Linked DNA regions of Oryctolagus cuniculus: region 2 is linked to region 1. The links are chromatin contacts, called in public Micro-C maps. All regions are on one chromosome and are shown on one strand. Each heading gives the region's core, a stretch centred on a gene start, on an enhancer-like site or on the middle of the called end of the contact. The rest is flanking DNA. Distances are from core to core; before and after follow the strand shown.

Region 1 (4,017 bases), core at 644-3,143:
CGCGCGTGCCCCGCTCCGCGCCGGGTGCGCGCCGGCGGAAACCTGGTGTCCCGGCTCGGCCCCCGCCCCGCGGCTCCGGGCTGCCGGCGCTCCCAGCCCCACCATTTATCAAAAGGACTTGACAACAAAAGAAGAGCCAGGGCGGAAAAGCGGGGGAGGGGAGACTCAAAGTCCTCCAAGTCGTTCCGAGGAAGGGGGTGTGTCCTCCTCTCGCCCCCTCGCAGTTTCTGCGAGTTTCTGGAGGTAGGTGACCCCGGGACTGGCTCCGGACACCGCTCATAGCGGCACAGGCGTGCGCGCACTCTCCGCACCCGGGCCCAGGTAGCCGGCGGCACGCACAGCGCCGCCGCTCTTCTCCGCGACAGCCCGAGTGACGGTGCAAATCGAGGGGAACGCGGCGGTCCCGCTCCGCTTCCCCGGGAGAACCCGCGTTCCCACAGGCGGCCGCCCCTCCCGCTCGCGCCTTCCCTCGGCTCTGCCAGCGCAGCTCCACGCCGGCTCGGCGTTCCCACACCTTGGAGCGAGGAGCTCCGAGGAAACCGGTCTCCTGGCACGCCGGGAGGGCGCAGGGCGCGGGATGCGCGGGCAGGCGGTTGCGGCGGGGGGCACGAGTGAACCTGACACGAGCCTCGCCCACGCACCCGCGGCCGGGCCTCCTCTCCGCAGCCTCGCAACCCTGGCCACGATTCCCGGGGGCCCGAAGAGTTGGGGGGACCCGCTCTTCCAGCCACCCCCACCCCCAGGCCCCGAGGATTTGTTGATGGCGTGGAAAGAAGTCTGGGAGGGGGCGCCGGGGCACTGCGGGGCGAGCGACGCAGCCGCAGCCTCACCGCCCCACGCGGGGCGGGAACTGTCCCGTGCGAGACGCCGCCGGTGCCCAGCCCGCCCCCTACAAACTCTAGGGCCCAAGCCCCCTAGGTGCGAGGGTCCCCCACCACCGGGAGAGGTGTCGCGCGCCCTCCTGGCGCCCCGGGCGCACCTGCGCACTCCACTCCTCGCCTTCCCCACCCCGGCGGGCCCCTCTTTTTCTTTTCTCAGCCCCCACCCCAATCCCTAGAGGCCGCTCCTCTCGCCCCCTCCTCCAGTCCCCTCCCGGTCTCTTCCTTCCTCTCTCTCTCTCTTCTCCCTCTTTTTCCCTGCAAGTCGCACCCGCCTTGTAATCAGCAACAAAAGCTGACATAAATCACGGGCGGATTGACAAGAGCTGACAAATAACTGATTGATTGCGGTCGAGGCACATTGACAATTGATGGAGGGGTGGAGATGCCCAGAGAAGGCGCGGGGCGGGGGGAGGGCGGCAGGGGAGAGTAAGAATGGGGGCGGGGGGACAGACTGAGTGTGAAACAGAGGAAGCACGTGACCTCGCCCCTGCCCCAATCGGCGGGTCCCTGGGTGTCACGTGGCTGCGGAGGGCGGGGAGCCGGGCGCCCGTCGCTGGGATGAGCAGCCACCGCTTCCGCGGCCTGAGTGACTTCTGGTTTCTCCACCGCCGAGTCTCGGGAAACCAGAGCGGGCGGGCGAACTCGCTCGCGCCCGGGCTCCTTCCCCGGGTGGCCGCGCCGCGCGCGATCTCGGTTCCACCAGGTGTGCGGGCCCCGTGCGCGCCGCCGGGCGCCGACGATCTGGCTGGTGTCCACACGCCTGCCGGATCCCTTCCTGGCTACGCCCGCAGACTGGTCCTCATCGCCGCTGCTTGCTTCCAAGAGAAGGTTTCGGTTAATTTTCCGAGCCGAGGAAAGGACAGACGACGAGGAGGGCAAAAAAAAAAGAGGGAGGCGGCAGATGGCAAACGTAGAATACACGTCCATCTCGTCCTCGGAGTGAAAACGAGGGAGGGGACACGCAGAGGAGGGCGGCGAAGAGGGAGCTGCCCATTAAAACCAGCTCGGAGAGTCCTGGCGGCGGCGGCGGCGGCGGCGCGGGACGCGTCACATCCCCTTGACCCTCCAATCACCTCGGGCTCCCATTTGATTGGAAGGCGGCAAAGGCTTTAATCTCCCCCTCGGTGCAGCTGCTTTTGAAGTGAGTTTCCTCGCCAGAGCCCCGGCTGGACAGGCAGCGGCTCACATCGCTGAGCGCAGCGCCGGCGCAGGGGCGCAGCCCGAGGCGGACCCGCAGCCCAGCCGGCTCCGCGGTGGGCCGCCCGGGACCCGTGGCTCGTGGCGCCCGGCGCGCCGGCTCCTCCTGCGGCTGCGGTTCCTGATCCCCGGGCGAGCGCGCAGCCCCGGGCCCTCCCCCCGCTGCTCCCATGCGCGCGGGTGGGTCATGAGCACAGCGCCCTCGCTTTCTGCCCTAAGAAGCAGTAAGCCCAGCGGCGGCGGCGGCGGCGGCGGAGGCGCAGACCCTGCCTGGACCAGCGCGCTCTCTGGAAATAGCTCCGGCCCCGGCCCAGGCTCGTCCCCGGCCGGCCCCACCAAGCCTTTTGTGCACGCCGTGCCCCCTTCCGACCCTCTGCGCCAGGCTAACCGCCTGCCCATCAAGGTGCTGAAGATGCTGACGGCAAGGACTGGCCACATTTTGCACCCTGAGTACCTGCAGCCCCTGCCCTCCACGCCCGTCAGCCCCATCGAGGTAAGGAACCCCCCACCCCCACCCTCTCCGGTCGCGGGGGGGGACCACTCCCCAGGCTGCCGCCCTGCAGGGTTTCCTTTCTCGGGACCTGAGGGTGGGGGTGGGGTCCGTGGTGATTCAGCTCCGGGGAGAGGGGAAGACGGCGCTTCTGCGCCTCCAAACTGGGGCGGAAAAGGAGCAGGAGGCGGGACCCTGGGTTCCAGGCGAAGGCTAGGGGACAGGGCGGCCAAAACTTGCTGCTGCTTTCGGTGTGAAAGACCCGACCGCGACCCAGGCCCCTACCCTCTGCGCTGCTGGCCGGCGGGCGTCTGGAATCCGGTGGCAGAGTAGCCGCGCCAGGGTCCTCTGGAGCTGGCGCGTGCACAGCCTCCGAGGCTCCAGCCGCCCGTGCCCTCGCTCTGAGGAATCCAAAGGTGCGCGCGCAGAGGGGTATCGTCCTGGGTCCAGCCTTTCACCCCGAAACCTTATGCGAGTGTTTTTTGAAAACCCAATTCGCATCAGGAGAGGGCAGGACAGCTTCTGCCCGGAGGTGGGAGTCCGCCGCCTGTCCCTAGGGCAAGGATGTTGGTGGGTGTGGGGGTGCCGCCCGGCTCCGCACCTCGTCGCTGGGGGGAATCTGCGCGGGCAGCATGGGGGGGGGGGCTGGACCCCAGAGGCCAGGATTCTAAAGGTTTCCCCCTTCTTTCTCCGTGTGATCCGTTCCCCGTCTGACTCTGCAGCTGGATGCCAAGAAGAGCCCGCTGGCGCTGCTGGCGCAAACCTGCTCGCAGATTGGGAAGCCCGACCCCTCGCCCTCGTCCAAACTCTCCTCGGTCGCCTCCAACGGGGGCGGCGCGGGCGGTGCTGGCGGCGGCGCCGGCGGCGACAAGGACGCCAAGTCGGGCCCCCTCAAGCTGAGTGACATCGGCGTGGAAGACAAGTCGAGTTTCAAACCGTACTCCAAACCCGGCTCGGATAAGAAGGAGCCGGGAGGCGGCGGCGGCGGCGGGGGTGGTGGTGGTGGTGGCGGCGGCGGCGGCGGCGGGGGCACTTCGGCGGAGAAGTCGGGATTCCGGGTCCCGAGCGCCACCTGCCAGCCGTTCACGCCCAGGACAGGCAGCCCGAGCTCCAGCGCCTCGGCCTGCTCGCCGGGAGGCTTGTTGCCCTCGGCCGGGGGCGGTCCGGATGGCAAAGACGACAAGAAAGACCCGGACGCGAGTGGCGGCGGCGGCGGCAAGGGCGCTGGGGGCGCAGCGGCCGAAGGGGGACCCGCGGGGCTGGCGCACGGCCGGATTAGCTGCGGCGGCGGGGTTAACGTGGACGTGAACCAGCACGCAGACGGCGGTCCCGGGGCCAAGGCCCTGGGCGCGGACTGCAGCGGCTCGTCGGGCTCCGGCTCAGGCTCCGGCCCCGGTGCGCCCGCCTCCTCCTCGGTGCTGGGCTCTGGGCTGGTGGCGCCAGTGTCGC
Region 2 (4,579 bases), core at 250-2,749, 700 kb before region 1:
GAAAGGGCTGCATATAGAAATAGGCCCAGCGTATGGAGTAGCCTCACTTGATGACAACCGACTCTTGCCAGAACTAACCATGGTCCCATGAGAGCTATGTTAATTCCTTCTGAGGGCAACACCCTCAACGACCTAGGCATATCTGCCCTGGGCCCCACCTCTTAATGGTTCCACCACCTCAACAGCACCACAATGCAGACCCAGCTTCCACCCTGCACACCCTTGTAGATGTACTCAAACCACACCCAAACCCTAGCATGAGGAGAGGGAACGGGCTACAAGACAATCAGAAGAGACTTTCATGACTTCTTGGCAAAGACATTCAGTTTCATCTGTGTTGGAGACAGTCTTTAAACCTGAGGAGTTTAAGAAAAATTGGTGGTGGTGGGTATGACGCATGCAGAGGAGGAGGTAGCAGCAGGAGCAGGGTCAGTGACTAATCCTCATGGCTGGGAACAGCTGCTGGGGAGATGCTTGGGTTTCCTCAAGCACTCTTCTGGCTACAGACAGGTCATCTTCAGATGAGACCCTCCACAAGGAAGAGGATGGGACAAGGATTAGGTGGCAGAAGGCTGGGTGACACGGAAGTGAACAGCTGAGGACAAATCTTCCCCTGTAGAACAGAGGGGTTTTCTGAGTAGAATGGCCCTCCCCTGGATGTCCCAGGCAGCTCAGCATCTCACAGTACTCTTCAATAAGATGGTGGGAGACAGGACACAGGGCTGCTGTCCAAGGACACTGGTTGGAGGCATGGCTTAGAGAAAGGGAAATTTCACCATCCCTAAGGGGTAAGGGCTGTGGGGCAGTCAAGTGAGCCCTGCCTGCACCCCAGCCCCAGCAAGGCCATTCTTCAAGAGTGCATGGGGAAGAGCAGACTTGATCTTGGCTAGCGAGAGAGGCTTTCTCCTCCCAGCTGCTCCAGGGGACTGCTGGAAAACACAGCACAAGATTGCATTACCAATTTCTGTTGGCCTAACACAATGAAAACCCATATCTAATTTGCTGTCCACTCTCCCCCAGGTCCCCTTCAGCATTTACAGCTTTCCAAATACCTTCCTCCCACTGAATATCTGTGTTTCAGATTATTTGTCCCCAGATGTATTAGGATGCATTTACTGCAGCTGAGTCTCATCTAGTGATTTCCTGTCCATATGCCTGACAGCTCCAGGTCCCTTTATGTCACGTCTCTGTCATTGGTGGGGTTTGTAATACCTCTCCATTTAGGGCAATATACAGAGTTAATTAGCATATTCTTTACAACCTTTTCTAGGTTATTAACAAGGATGCAGAACACAAGTGACATAATAATCCCTGCGGCACTCCATGCCCTCTGGATCATGCCATGTGTCCTCTCCAATGTCATAGTGAAGTGTTCCACACAGCACACCGAGAGAGCTTGTTCTGAGCTCCTTCAGTCATGAAATAGGAGTAGGGATCCTTCCTCTAACGTAATGAAAATGACAGTGAGCCAGAACCCAAGAGAAGCAGATTCCATCCCCAGCCCTGCTATTAATGAGCTATGTGACCTTGAGTGAGCCACTTCTATATTTATTTAGTTAGGAGTGAGTATGTTCACTACTAACCCTCATAAAAGATTTGAGGAAAATCTGAAGAGTTTGGGGCTTGGTGGTGTGGTGTAACAGGTCAAGGCACTTCCTACAAATGCCAGCATCCCATACTGCAGCACTGGTTCAAACCCCAGCTGTTCTGCTGATCCAGTTCCCTGATGCACTGGGAAAGCAGTGGAAGATGGCCCAAGTACGTGGACCGCTACTACCCATATGGAAGACCCAGACGGAGTTTCAGGTTCCTGGCTTTGGCCAGGAGTAACCCCAGCCCCAGCTCTTGTGGCCATTTGGGGAGTGAACAAGCAGATGGAAGATCTCTGTCACTTTCTGTCTCTTTCTGTCAGTCTACCTTTCAAATAAATCATTAAATAAGTCTTTTAAATCTTAATAATGATGATAATAGTGCTAACAATGGCGAATTTTTACTAAGTTATTGCTATGTATCAGTCATTATTATATGCAAAATGTTATTAACATACTTATTTCTAGTCTTCACTATAAACCTTAGAGGTTAAACTTCACAAAATGAAATTTTCCAGTGAGAAAATAGAACTGTAAAACTTCAAAGGAACTGGCAAAATGGTTAGGAATTATTACTTGAAAAGATACCTGATTTGTGAAAACACATTATTCTTGTTGGGCTGAGTCCAGGGGATGTTAACTGCAAGGAAGTATCTAACTTAAGGGCTCCTCCTGCACCACACTTTCCCTCTCCCTCACTGCTTGTCCACACAGTCCTCCTTGGTTCCTAGGTGTGGCTTTGGAGCCAACAATGGCCAAGCCCTCTGCCTCAGAGAAAGAGATCTGAGGTCTTTGGAAGGGTTCACCCTTGAACCTCAACTTTCTCAGTGTGTGCTTCTGGGAAGGATTCATGGTGAAACAAGCTTGGAAAACACAGCAGACAAACAAGGGCCAACCAACTCCTCCTGCTCAAGGCTCACCAGGGCCTTGGACAATGTCCTAATGTACATAAGACAGCTCCCTAAAAGGGGAACAGACTTCAGGAAACACTAAAGCAATGGCTCTAAAAGGGACCAAGGGACCCGTGTCTTCCAGCAAGCTCCTGCCCACCTCTGCATTCCTAAAGCATGCACAGTCCAGGGAGCAGGTGGGTCTGTGAACTCTGGCTCAGTAATGAGAAGTAACTCTCCATGTTTCTGGTTGTGAAATCAGAGAAGATATTAGGTTGATCTTCTCTGACCCCAAGTTGTCTCTTATTTTTTAATTCATTTCTTTCTTCTGTTTTCTACTTCAATTCCCCTGCCCGCCATATACACCCAACTAATATTAAAAGGAGTCCTTTGTAAAGTGTGCCCTGGGTTTGTTTCCATGTGTTTACAGTATGTAAACTGCACTGTGGAAGGATTTTATTTTTTAGTTTCTAATGTTAAGTGTCTTTTAAAAACATCCATATGACACTGTATAGGTTTTTTGTTTTTTAATTCAGGTAGGGTGAGGCCAACAGATCAGGAGACAAATGCCACTGAAAAGACAGATCATTCACAATTCCCAAGAACAGGGGGCATGCCACACTGTGCAGGACCACAGGAGGAAGCGCCAGCATAGGGCAGGAGGCAGGAGGGAGGAAGTGTGGGAAAGCCTTGACTGTGGTTCTTGCAGGAAAGAATGAGCCAGGCAAGGTAAGCCGGCTGCCCAATGGGCTGTTGTGAGTTTTCTAGGACCAGGCCCTGGCATGATTAGGACAGGGAATAATGCCTCTAGGAGTGTAAGGGCCAGAGAAGAGGTGGTTCAGACTATGGGCTCTGTGCTGATTAATTTCCATAAAAATACCCACTCCTGGGTGAGTCATTTGTACTCTCTAAGACCCAGCTAGCCCTGGGAGGAGCAGTCTTTCCCTGGTCACAGAAGCCCCAGATGCCAGAGTGTCAGAAATACAGAAAATTAGACAGCACAGCCCGTACACTCCAAATCATGCTGCCAGGCACCCACTCGTCCTTGCCGCTCACGGATGCCCAGTATTGCACAGAACTTCCACACTTACCTTCCAATCTCCCAGCTTTGTCCCCAACTCAAAGTCACCTTCAACTCTCCACCATGGCAAATAATACTTTAATGAAAATTCTCTCTCTCTCTCTCTCACTCTCTCTCTCTCATACGCACGCACGCACACACACACACACACACACACACACCTCCTTAAGGGCCGATGTAGGAATTTCATTGAGTTATATGTATCAGAATGGAGTGGCTGAGTCAGAGGGTCTGAGAATATCAATTCAATTAAATAAGTCAGCCTGCAACCCAGAACTGCTACACTCCTACCAGCAGTGTACAAAGTGCTCCTACAACCCTATACCCCACCAAGACCTGCCATTATCCGGTTTTTTAACTGTTCTAATCTCATAGCTACAAAGGAATCATGGATTCTTAATTTACATTTCTGTGATTTCTAAAAAGTTGATCTCTTTGTTGTGTTCTCTGTAATGACTCAATACATGCTTGCTAAACCAATTGTAAGTAAGCAATAACTATCTAATTGAAGATGCTAGACATTTTCAATTGTAAGGCAGCTTAGGTTTGGTCCACCCTCCCCCCAGAAATCTGCGGGCATGGGTACCATCTACAGCAGCCACAGACTTACCTTTGTTTCTTAGTCTTATGGGTGACAGCAGAGACGGATTCAATGTCTAGAAGACAAATCTGGTCTCTATGTGATAGGTGGGGAAACCCAGGCTGAGGTAAGGCTCCAGGTCAATCATCTCTGGATGAAGTTAGCAGTAGTATGCTGAAGGACAAGGATTTTCAAGTGCAAAATACTATTTCTATAGTCTGAAGCAACTGAAACCTTAAAACAAAAGAAGATAAAGTCTACTAAACCTGAGCTGATCAAAGCAGAAATCCAGAGGCTGATATTGAGGTTGAGTTGCCACCAGTGGTACCAGTATCCCACATGAACACCATTTCAGGCCTCAGTTACTCCACTTCCTATCCAGCTCCCTGCTGATGAGCCTGGGAAAGCAGCACATGGTCCAAGGGCTTGAGCTCCTGCC

What was found. A called contact is a pair of places that touch in the nucleus more often than the background predicts.
Region 2: a contact with region 1 is called in a Micro-C map of ear pinna, with 2.1 times the contacts expected there. The contact joins the enhancer-like site here to the promoter of ZNF503 in region 1. A contact is called at or near these places in 2 of 6 Hi-C or Micro-C datasets (ear pinna and psoas muscle).

The regions. Positions count from the first base shown.
Region 1 is chr15:66,425,929-66,429,945 of mOryCun1.1, reverse strand. ZNF503 (zinc finger protein 503) reads left to right here and starts at 1,893. Exons shown (of 2, transcript XM_008269924.4): 1 at 1,893-2,571; 2 at 3,291-4,017. The coding sequence starts at 2,266. It overlaps LOC108178441 (translation initiation factor IF-2), which reads right to left and starts at 1,808. Exons shown (of 3, transcript XM_070057149.1): 1 at 1,239-1,808; 2 at 1-914. The coding sequence starts at 1,808.
Region 2 is chr15:67,124,016-67,128,594 of mOryCun1.1, reverse strand. The region is part of intron 5 of LRMDA (leucine rich melanocyte differentiation associated); the gene reads right to left. Among named protein-coding and RNA genes, the nearest start is that of LRMDA, 670 kb to the right of the region's middle. Within about 2 kb of position 1,499, at least 1 of the 8 cell types and tissues checked has an H3K27ac peak or open chromatin away from gene starts, as enhancers often do.